Linked DNA regions of Danio rerio: region 1 is linked to region 2. Evidence: chromatin contacts called from public Hi-C data. All regions are on one chromosome and are shown on one strand. The core of a region is the stretch at or near the end of the contact, and the rest is flanking DNA. Distances in the headings are between cores, read along the strand shown.

Region 1 (6,112 bases), core at 641-3,140, 530 kb after region 2:
TATTGATAAAACAAAATCCTCAAAATTATACTATCAAAGCAAAATCATTTTGTGCAGAACAAACATATTCATGTTTATTTCCAATTTCTGTTTAATGAAGAGATTTTTTTCAGCACATTTCTAAACATAATAGTTTTAATAACTTATCTCTAATAACTGATTTATTTCATCCTTGTCATGATGACAGTAAATAATATTTGACTATATCCTTTTTAAGACACTTCTATACAGCTTAAGTGACATTTAAAGGCTTAATTAAGTTAACTAGGCAGATTAGGGTAATTAGGAAAGTTTTTGTATAACGATGGTTTGTTCTGTAGACTATTGGGAAAAAAACAACTTAAAAGGGGTAAAAATTTTGTCCTTAAAACAGTGTTTAAAAAATTATAAACTGCTTTTATTCTAGCCGAAATAAAACAAATAAGACTTTCTCCAGAAGAAAAAATATTATCAGACATACTGTGAAAAATTTCTTGCTCCGTTAAACATCACTTGGAAAAAAAAAAAAAAAAAAAAAAAATATATATATATATATATATATATATATATATATATATATATATATATATATATATATATATATATATATTATTATTATTATTCTTAATGTCAGCAGCCACTGACTGGTATTTTATGAATCACCATAAAAGACCATGTTGTAGCTAAAAACCTTATTTTATATTACACGGAAAAGAAAGGTCACATGCATTTTGGATGGCCAAAGGATGAGAAAACTAAAATACTTTGGGTTAGAAATGTTAAAGATAACAAAATAATACATTAATACTGATAAAGCGCCAACTGAACTCACATACTGGGTGTCCACAATCGAACTGTTTGATCTCTGGATGAAGATGCCACCATTGAACCGCTTGGAGCAAAATTAACGCCTGTAATGACATCTGTGTGACCCACAAACCTGAAAGCCCGGGCTTTAGGAGCGAGGTTCCAAATCATAAGGCTTTTATCACAGGATCCAGTAGCTGCAAAATTATTTGTAAGAGGTTATTTTGGGGCTAGAGTGAAATTATATTTTTTTGTATTCTGAGTTATTTTAAATAATGAAGATAAATGTGACATACCAAGCTGTTTATTATTGGGGTTGAAGTCAGCGCAGGAAATTACATCTTTATGACCTTTAAAATGCCTCTCAAGGGTGGGATCCTCCTGAATAAGACAGAGAACTTTTAAGTGTAAGCAAAAAAAAAAAAAAGCAAATGATAATAAATAAATAAATATTTTGTAAGTTAGCTAAAATATCAAAGCTATAATAAAGTACCATTTTAAATAAAAAAATTAAAATGGTTCAAATTAAACTATTTCAGCTGACAAAAGACAAAATATTAGACTTGAATTAAATCTAAGTAAACTAAAATAAATGTCAAAATAAAATAATTTTAATATAGACATACTAATAAAAATGTAAAAAATGTCAACAACACACATCTAAACATGAAAAAACTGAAATTGATGGTAATACCGTTACAAATAATCAAAAACGTTGTTAATAAACATGTTCAAAACACAATGGTACTGCCGTTGATTCACGTCTAATCTGTGTTAATTGCACAGTATTTTTGCTAATAGACCTAGTTAATTGTATCGATTAAATTTTAATTTTGTAAACCCGACAACTATAAACGTTATGCATGTCCACATACAAACAAACACGAAACTTTCCAGCACAGTGGTACAGCGCTCTATCTAAAATGTCTATATCCGTACTCTAAAATGTTTCTACTAAATCATCTTACCATTACAGACGCCATGATTCCGGTAAACTTCAAGAAAGTGTATGAAACGTGGACAATTTGTGATTCTTTTTACAAGTAAACAAGTGAAACTCCTCCATGTTGAGCCACTTCCCTTCTGTCAAACCAACCGCGTTTTTACTCAGACCAAACAAATCACGCTTCGAATCATAGAGCCAGTCCGGCTAGTTGAGCAACAATGGAGGATATTTAATTTAAAAAAAATAATTTAGATTTCGATTGATATATTTGTACAAGTACAAAATACTACCATAAATAGAGAAATTAACGTCGACATCAGTCCGGTCAATGTAACCACTCCTCAAATAATGAAACAGAAGGCATGTTGGGATTAAATCTGAAATTTGCAAGCTAGTCTTTTAAAGATTATGCAGTCCTTAGAGTTGATTAATGTTCATTATATCTTACTTACATTATATATTCATTTACATTACATACAAATTACACAGATGTTTTGATTAAAATAGAGAGGACAACAGCAATAGTCAAAGCAACAACAATAAAATGTAAATAATATAATAAAAAATAAGAAACAAAGCATTTAGAAGGACAAATTATTTTTTTAAATGAAAAAAAATCTGAATAAAAATATAAACGAAAGTGAAATTCTATCCAGAGTAGGATTTTAAAAAGAGTAGAACACTGAACAGTACCATATCTCTTTAGAAGAAATAGACAAAAACGACTGATAATGTATAAAGATTCAAAAGCATTTAATGAATAAACGCGACCACCAATCTCCCTCTGTCGCTAAACAAATGAAACCAAAGGTTTAAACTACGCTGGATATGACGCCGTTGCTTAGCAACACCCCAAACGGTAAAGTCGAAGACCTCAACGTAGACGCTTTAAGGACACAGTCGCTGATTCGATAATCAAATCAACGGCCCAATCAGTGAAGCCGTTGCTCAAGAAGGCGACCCATTGAGTTTTGATTTTGGTAGCTAACATTAGCCGCCGAAGCTCTGCTGCTGGAAGATGTCGGTGAAGAGGGGGATTGGCGATTCAGCGGTCAGTGCTTTAATTTTACGGAAATTGGCTAAATATTGTATGCGCTGTGGTATTTTGAAAGCTGTCTCCGCCAAAGTTTGTCATGGGTGCTGGTGTTTAACGTTAAAGGGAATCTGACACCGGTGGTGTTGTTGCTCCTCCGTTGCCATCACGTATACATACCTGACTGAGCATCAGCATCACTCTAGTGCTGCTGTTTTACTGTTGTATTTCTGTCTGTGTTTATCAATAAAATACACGTCTAAACGAATGCAGGTCATAAAGAGCCTCCAGTCTTTTTCAGGAACACGACTGAGTTGAACTCCGTGTTTGTTACATATAAACACCATGTTCTCTTCATGAAATGAGATACTTACAGGGTTTAACTAACAGTTATATTTATTCCAAAGAACAAAACGGATTATAACACGTATCTGATTTCTAATGTCATTCATAATATGTACACGATGAAGTTGTTGAATATCTTTTCCTGATTTGTGTGATCTATTTGATATTTCAATAAACTTTATTTCAGTTTTATTTTTATTTATATTATTATTTTAAATATAATTTAGATATTCTCAATTTTCATTATTTCATTCAGGGTGAAAATTACAATACTAAAATAATTTTTGTTAATTGAAATCAAGGTTAACTAAAAATAAACAAATAACTTAAGCCTTTATTACTTTAGCTACTTTTTTTCAGTTAATAAATAAATAAATGACAAATATTTGCCATACAGTTTAATGAACAAAATCATAAATCTAATATTCAAAGTTTCAAACTTAATTTAAAAGTCAAGTCCTGCATGATAGATAGATAGATAGATAGATAGATAGATAGATAGATAGATAGATAGATAGATAGATAGATAAATAGATAGATAGATATCTTTGTGCAAGGTTAGATAAAAGTAAATATTTTTTTATGTGTAAGCTTAGATAGAAAGTGCAAAAATGTTCATAACTAAATATTTTAATATTCACATGTTCTAACTAAAATGTATGCTTATTTTCCCAGTTTTTAAAGAAGAAGATTCCTCAGAACCCAAAATATCAGCATGTAAAAACAAGGCTTGATACAGGTAATACCTTTTTTTTTTTTGTTAAATCATAAACCATCTTTTGACAGTTTATCACATCCATTGTAAATGCTATAGAGTATGTGATGGCAAACCCAGTTTATTTTATAGGCTCCAGCCTGACAAAATACATGGAGAGACTAGAGGAGGCAAGAAAAAGTAAGTTCACGGCAAAAAAAACATTACCTATAACATTTAATTCTCAAAATTACATTTCATTCATCATTCCTACGTGTCATTCATTTGGAGTGAACCTGAAGAATGAACCAAAACCATATTGTTTATAATCAGCAAATTTGTATTAGGTGAAAACAGATGAGGATGCAAAATATGATGAGAATTTGTTTCTTTATTAAAACTATGCTTTTTATTGTACCCAAATGCCTGCTTTTTACACAATGCTTTATTGCAGCGACATATAGAACACATCTCAATAATCTAAAACATCTCATGTCTGTTTACATGTAAAAAAAAACAATTACAATAAAAACAGAAGTGCGTTTTTAATGACTTGTTCCATCTACTTTGTCTCCAAATACACTTACCCTACTGATTTTTACTCGCTTGATAAGCAAAGAAAAGCTGCCTTGTCCACACTGGTCATCTTGTTACAGGTTTCTTTTGATTTCTCAGGGATAAGCAATTCTTGTTCCTTCTTTCTGGCTCCATGAGTAGAGGATGGTTGCTGTACTGTAGATTACAGTAATTCCTCTGTTAAGATTGTCTGTAGTGAAAGTGATATACATAACCTCATCCAGCGGTGTCACTTGGCATCTTTGGTGGTGAGGCTGGACTCTGGAGTTCTTGCCAAAGATAAAAAGAGATGTTGGCAGAGCTTGCCTCAGTTTGTGGTAGCCGTTGGCTTGTTGAAGAGCATTAAAAAGCTTGAAAATGGAGTTTGATATTTTGGGAGTCAATTTAAATGATGTGTCTTTAAATGAAGATGAAGTGAGAAATGGTAACACTCAGGATCCAGGTATAACAGATTGAAATTGTTGGTTTAAAGACTCTATAAGGCTCCATATAGTTTGAAAATGCATGTAATATAATGTTTTTTTTTGTTTTTTTTTTAATCAGACTACAGATATAGGAAGGACGAGTTGTTTAAGAGACTGAAAGTGACCACATTTGCACAGCTGGTAAGAAGAAGAGTATATTATTATTAATATAAATGTTGAATATGGTTATGGTGCTTAATAATTGTTGTGTAACGAATAGTTTTGTTTTTTTGTTTATGCCTTTGTAAGTCACTTTTTATAAATATTTTTATTTTAAATGTATAATTATTCTATATTCATTATCTATTGTACATTATTGTAAAGGGAAATGTGCATCAGTATGTTGGATCTGTGCATTGGGTCTTGAAAGAAAAGCAGCCAAAAAATGACTTAAAAATGACTTGAAGCATTATTTGTGCTACTTAATAGTTTTGTGGAATTAATTGGTGTTGATTTTTACATATATACATGTTTTTTATGGTCATTTTTATAAAATTTTTAATTTTAAACCTTTAAATGTTGGTGTATGTTATTACTTATTTTTTTTAGGTAATCCAAGTTGCTTCGGTATCAGATCAGAATGACAACATTAAAGATGAAATGGCGGGATTAGAAGGTAGTTTCAGTTCTTTTTTGTGTTACTGTTCTTTATTTATTCACAGTAATTTTTTTGTTTGCATTAACAATTTTTGTACTTTTATTTAAGAAGAATGATTTAAACTAACCCTTATCTAAAAGAATTAAACTTGGCAACCATGAACCATCCATAAGGCCATACCAACCAAATAGGGTTAAAAAGGTGAACACAATAGTTAGCAGCAGTGCAAACATATGGCATTCTTTTTTGGGAATGCAGGAAACTTGAAGGTTTTGCAAGCCTGTGCAAAGATTTTTTGGGGGGAGCACAAAAGTTTTACAATTCAACACAGTTTATTGTTCAAGTGAAATATTTTACTGAGGGGATTCATATGTTGTGCAGACAAAATTCTAAGGAAAGCATGTATTTCATAAAAGAACAAAATGAAACATGTTTTTGTAAGAACCTAAATCTTTTCATAAGACAACACAAAAGTAGCTTGAATAGATGAAAACAAAAACTCTGAGGATTATAAGAGAGGATTGCCTGCACAAATTATCTTGTGGAAACTAAATATGTTTTGGGAAAGAATGAAATAGTTGTGCATTCCTTGTTTTAGCAACCGCATAGCAACACCTTCAGCAAATATAATCGGTAACACTTTAGTTTAAGTACCAATTCCCACTAATAC
Region 2 (6,149 bases), core at 176-2,675:
AGAGGATCAAAGAGGTATTCGCCATCATTTCTAATCAGCAAAACAATTTCAGAAAGCACATCCAAGATACTAAATAGTGTGTGTGTTTTTTTTGTCAGATGGACCTGTCAGTCGAGGCGCTGTTCAGCATCATGCAGGAAAGGCAAAAGCGGTACGCCAAATACGCCGAGCAGATCCAAAAGGTCAATGAGATGTCGATGATTCTGAGACGTATTCAGATGGGGATCGACCAGACTGTACCACTCATGGAGCGCCTCAACAACATGCTGCCCGAGAGTGAGCGGCTGGAGCCCTTCTGCATGAAACCTGATGGAGATAGCAAATAAAAGTTTTAGTGTGTTGATACTGATTGACTTTGATACTGATTGACCTACCTCAGGTCTCTTCTGGATGTTACCAATGGAGCGCATCACTTTTGCACTGGATTGCTTATCGTATGCCTGGATCAGGTGTTTTCTGGCCTAAATGAAGTTACATGGTACAAAAGATGAAATTATATTACTGAAAATGACAATTGTGTGTGTGTGTGTGTGTGCGTGCGTGCGTGCGTGCGTGTGTGTGTGCGTGTGTGTGCGCGCTCTGGTACATATTTACTCAATAGGCTTAATGGAGTGCTCTTGAAGGGCATGACAACATTCAGAATGCTATTTAATGAGAAGTCATTAATGCATATGATGCTCTTGCACTTAGGGTTGTCTGCAGACTCTCTGTAATTAAAGTTGTTGGCATTACAGTTTCTGTTTTCATGAGAGATTTATTAAACACAATACTTTTTTGGCATGGGATTTGAAAAAAATATATTGATGAATTTGGGGGTTGCACAATATATAGTGTATATGTATAGTGTATCTTGTGTATAGGTATAGTATGCAGTGTATCATGTCTGTATATGTATGGAGTATGGAGTGTATCATGTATATGTATAGAGTGTGCATATGTGGAAAAAGTGAAGCGCTATGAATACTTTCCGGATGCACTTTAGTTTTTTTTTTTTTCAATGATGCAGTTAATCATCCACAACCGTGACAAACCAAGCGAGCGGCATTTTAAATTTCAACAAAGACCACAGTTTCAGCTAAAAATAAATAAATAAGCATTTGCTGGGGCAGATTTAAGTTTGTGTGTAAACTATCTCTTTAACTGAACTGGACATATTTATTTTCCATTCAAAACTTACAAAAATAAGCAAAAGTCGAGAGTCAACATGGCGCTCCCCTTAGACGACACGCTCCATGCAGAATAGAGCTTGTTATTTTAAAGCAGCCTTCGTTTATTTCTGAGTTCAACTATTTGAAAGTACAATTTAAAACAGATGTAGTTTTAAACAAGTCACATTGCGCCATTATGAAAAGTCTCCGTTCCAATAGATGGCGACAAAGATCAGAACATGACACACTAAGGAACGAGAGGAAATCTGAACAAAATAGCAGTGGGCGCATGGCTGATCTGAAAATGTGTTGATGTCATCAGTCCATAGTAATTCTGCAAAGCAACTTGACAATCGAGCTGATCAACAGCGGTAATAATGCGGCGTCTGGGTTCAGTGCAGCAGAAGATTCCATGCGTTTTCCTGACGGAAGTGAGAGACGAACCATCCAGAAAACGCGACTGTCAGGTGGGTGAAAAAGAATCTGTATTTTTCGTCAGTGTACACGTTATATTAAATCACTAAAGTGATTATGAGCTAGGGAAAACATTACTAAATAGGCATTGCCTACTGTCAATATCACTGCTTTGTAGTTATTTTATTTTAACTCGCGCATCACAGAGACACCGTCAGAATGTAGACAATACGTTTATTTAAAAAAGCACGTATAAAAAGTGACTGTGGTAATAGTGCTATTTAATCACATTAAACTATTAAAGCAACAATGAATGGAAATTAGTTGTTGATGAGGATAGTGTATAGGTTTGATTGTTAGCTGATCTGACATGCTCTCATCCTCTTCTGCCCGTTCAGCAGTTTCAGGTTGTGGCTACTGAGAATGTGAGCCCTGCTGCTCTGGCATCAGATGTCCACTGTGCTGCAGCCACTGAGAAGGTTGACGGGACATGCTGCTATGTCACCACATTCAATGGTACAATCTGGATCCTAAATAAGTCAACATTTGTGAAATGTTTGTTGTTGATTTATTGTTGATTTAAACATTAATATCATATATTTACATCCAGTCATTTGGCAGATGCTTATATCAAACATCTCTCTCTCTATACACCCCCCAGCCACTTTATTAGGTGTACCTTACTAGTACCAGGTTAGACCCACCTTTGCCTCCATAACTGTCTTAATCTTTTGTGGCATGGATTTAACAAGGCACTGGAAATATTCCTCAGAGATTTTGGTCCATATTGACATGATAGTTTCACACAGTTGCTGCAGAGTTGTCAGCTGCACATCCATGATGGAAATCTCTCGTTCCACCACATCCCATATGCTCTATTGGATTGAGACCTGGTACCTGTAGAGGCCATCAGAGTACAGTGAACTCATTGTCATGTTCAAGAAACCAATCTGAGATGATTCACGCTTTATGACATGGCGTGTCATCCTGCTGGAAGGAGCCATTAGAAGATGAGTACACTGTGGTCATAATGGGATGGACATGGGCAGCAACAATACTCGGGTAGGGTGTGGCACTGACACGATGCTCAGTTAGTATTAATGGGCCCAAAGTGTGCCAAGAATATATACCCCACACCATTACCACCAGCCAGTGGGGTTTTTCTGCTGCTGTAGCCTATCTGCTTCAAGGTTCGATGTGTTGTGCATTCAGAGATGCTCTTCTGCATACCTCTTTTGTAACGAGTGGTTATTTGAGTTTCTGTCGCCTTTCGAACCAGTCTGGCCATTCTCCTCTGATGTCACTGTATATTTTCTCTTTTTCGGACCATTCTTTGTAAACCCTAGAGATGGTTGAGCATAAAAATCCCAGTAGATCAGCAGTTTCTGAAATACTCAGACCAGCCCGTCTGGCACCAACAACCATGCCACCTTCAAAGTCACTTTAATCATCTTTCTTCCCCCATTTTGATGCTTGGTTTGAACTGCAGCAGATCGTTTTGACTATGTCTTCATGCCCATTGAGCATGCATTGTGTTGCTGCCTTGTGATTGGCTGATTAGAAATTTGCGTTATCGAGCAGTTGGACAGATGTACCTCATAAAGTGGCCAGTGAGTTTATATCATACTAGTACTGGAATAATGATGCAGGAAATTCAGCATTAAATCACATGGTTAAATTAAATTTGAAATTACATTCAATAAGAAAACAGATATTTTAGATCGCAATAACATTTTCACATCTTGACTGTTTTTAATGTGTTTTTAGATAAATAAATACAGGCCTTGTGAGCAGAAAAAGCTTATTTTACAAAATTACAAAAATCACAATATTCACAAAATTTGATTAGTAAATGTGTAGTTCAGGTTAATGGGTGCTTATGTACACACACACACACACACACACACGGTTATGTGAAAGTTTGTAAAAATCTTAATAATTTTGACAAAACAAGAGAGATAATACAAAAAAGCTTTATAATATGTCTTTAGTACTAAGAACTAATGGTTTGTACATATAAACATGACATTATTCAAATAACCCCTGCACTGAGCGATCTCTTGGTTTTTAATGCCAAGTGTGGTTAACAGATGATCTACGACGGTTCTTTTCCTTTGTGATGTTTATTCATGAGTCCCTTGGTTTGTTGTGAACAGTTAAAGTGCTGCCGTGCTTCAGAAAAATCCTCCATATCCTGCAGATTATCCAGTTTTCCAGCATCTTCTGCATATTTGAACCTTTTCCAGCAGTCACTGTACGATTTAGAGATGATTTGAGATCCACCTTTTCATAATGAGAGACTCCAACACCACTATTAAAAAAAACGATTAAAGCACTCACTGATGCTCCAGAAGGAAACGTTAAGAGCTGGTGGGTGAAAACATTATGAATTTGAAGATCACAGTAAATTGTAGTTAATTCGTCTTCCAGGAATTATGCAAGTATCTTCTGCAGCTTCTGAAGAGCAGCACTAAAAGGAAAACATTTCAACAGAAAAAGAAAAACTGGGGACGCTTCATTCTGTTCAAGTGTTCACCAACTTAATGTTCTAAACGTTTCCTTCTGGAAAATCAGTGAGTGTTTGAACTTTTTTTTAATAATTCTGTTTGAGTCTCTCAACTATCTGCTGTGTGAGAAGATGCATCGGTATGGAAAATCACACAGTCACTTCTGGAAAGAGTTCAAACATGCAAAATATGCTGGAAAACTGAAGAATCTGGAGGACTCAGCTGGCACTTTAACTCTTCAGAAAAAACATGAGACTCATGCATAGTAGGTCACAGGTCATCCAGGTAACCCCACACAGTCTTATAAACCAGAGGGTTATTTAAATAATGTAATCAATTTTCCTGTCTTGTGGACCAGTCTGTATGTAATGTTGTATGTATGCTTGCATGTTTTTTTTTTTTTTTTTTTACTCAGGACAGTATTAAAAAAAAGAAAACATAACAGGATCTCTTATTTTGAAAATTATTCACATTTTAAGATTCTGTACTGGGTTCCCACTGTAGATTCTGTATGCACATATTTAGACCACCACCAGCCTAAAAAAATATTTATTTATATTCACACAAAAAATTTCACGTGCACAATATAAAAATACATTTTCATAAAATACGTTTCACAAATGCAAAACACCATTTGCAAATGTATAAGAGTGTACAAAAAGTTTTGAATGTTTAAAACTAGCGAGTTCATCCTGAATGAGAATGTGCAAATCCTCTTTTACGTAAGACTCCCCCTGGATACGTGTGTGTGTGTAATTTTGAGACTTTCCTGCCAGAGTCAGGGCAACTCGTACCTTTCAGCCAATCAGATGAGAGCTTGAGTCGATGACACCAACTCTGCGCTTCATTTGCGCAGACTGTTCCTCTCCAGTATGGCGAACGGAGAAAGCATCAGGCGCACTTTTTTCATTTATTTGACCATAGCCTCACTCTTTTTATTCAATATTTTGTCGCAGCTCCGCTCATCCTATTTATTGTCTCGCAGCCCCATGAGCAAACTGTAGCCTCCGAATCATAACAGCACCATTGTGGTCCAGCGGTCAGCATGTTGCGTTACCATGCCGTCGACCCGTGTTCGATCCTCACCTGAGTTAATCTTTTTTTTTTTTTCCCCCAAGTCGCATAAATTACCTTTCTTCTCCATTTTGATGCTCGAATTGAACTGCAGCAGATCATCTTGACCATGTGTACATGCCTAAATGCATTTAGTAGCTGCCATGTGATTGACTGATTAGAAATTTGCGTTAAGGAGCAGTTAGGATAGGTTTACCTAATCAAGTGACCGATAAGATTATATATATATATATATATATATATATATATAAGAGACACAGAGAGAGAAATTGTTAGAAGGTCTGATTATTATTATATTACATTTTTATTTAAGAAAAATTATAGAAAAGGAGAGAAAAAAAATATTTCACAATTTTATTATGTTAAAAATAACCACTTAAAAACTGAACATTTATTATATTTTAAATTGTAAAAAAAACTGCCTTTAATCTATAATTATTAGTCTATAATGTTTTTTAGGGGAACCATATCTCTGGGCTCGCCTGGATCGGAAACCCACCAAGCAGGCGGACAAAAGATTCAAAAAGTATCAATATTCACAGAAGACCTGTAAAGGTATATTTATATGACCTTAAATTCATGAGCTAATTATATTCTAAAGCTGGGGTTCTCAAACTCGGTCCTGGAAGTCCAATGTCCTGCAGATTTTAGCTCCAATTTGCCTCGACACACCTGCAAGAATGTTTCTAGAAAGCCTAGTAAAGACTTCCATTTATAGGACAAGTTTCGCAGTTTGCTGCTTTGTGAAGTTTAGTTAGCTTAGTTAGTTTAGTTAGCTTAGTAATTTCTGACTGCGTAAAACCAATAGAAGATTAAAACATGACCTCTCTGGACAGAAATTTAAAATCTGGACAACTTGCTAGCTTTTTAAAATGTCTAATTATCTTGTTCAATCCCCCCCCCCCCCCCTTTTTTTTAAGTAGCACTACAAGAGCTTGATTAGCTAATCCAGGTGTGTAGGAACCTCCAGGACCGAAATTGAGAACCTTTTGTAGTAAAGTGTAAA

The links. Hi-C and Micro-C count contacts between places; a contact is called where the count stands out from the background.
Region 1: a Hi-C map of hematopoietic stem cells shows a contact between it and region 2, with 2.8 times the contacts expected there. The contact joins the promoter of poc1b here to the promoter of rlig1 in region 2. A contact is called at or near these places in 1 of 18 Hi-C or Micro-C datasets (hematopoietic stem cells) and 1 of 4 datasets of contacts at active chromatin or transcription factors (embryo).

What each region holds. Positions count from the first base shown.
Region 1 is chr25:19,429,216-19,435,327 of GRCz12tu, forward strand. It overlaps poc1b (POC1 centriolar protein B), which reads right to left and starts at 1,891. Exons shown (of 12, transcript NM_200118.1): 1 at 1,755-1,891; 2 at 1,083-1,167; 3 at 812-983. The coding sequence starts at 1,769. cep41 (centrosomal protein 41) reads left to right here and starts at 2,712. Exons shown (of 11, transcript NM_001002194.1): 1 at 2,712-2,783; 2 at 3,786-3,849; 3 at 3,958-4,005; 4 at 4,924-4,985; 5 at 5,394-5,460. The coding sequence starts at 2,751.
Region 2 is chr25:18,901,183-18,907,331 of GRCz12tu, forward strand. rlig1 (RNA 5'-phosphate and 3'-OH ligase 1) reads left to right here and starts at 1,426. Exons shown (of 7, transcript NM_001008606.1): 1 at 1,426-1,615; 2 at 1,961-2,078; 3 at 5,603-5,698. The coding sequence starts at 1,526. It overlaps borcs5 (BLOC-1 related complex subunit 5), which reads left to right. Exons shown (of 6, transcript NM_001007052.2): 4 at 1-14; 5 at 99-276; 6 at 380-733. The coding sequence ends at 465.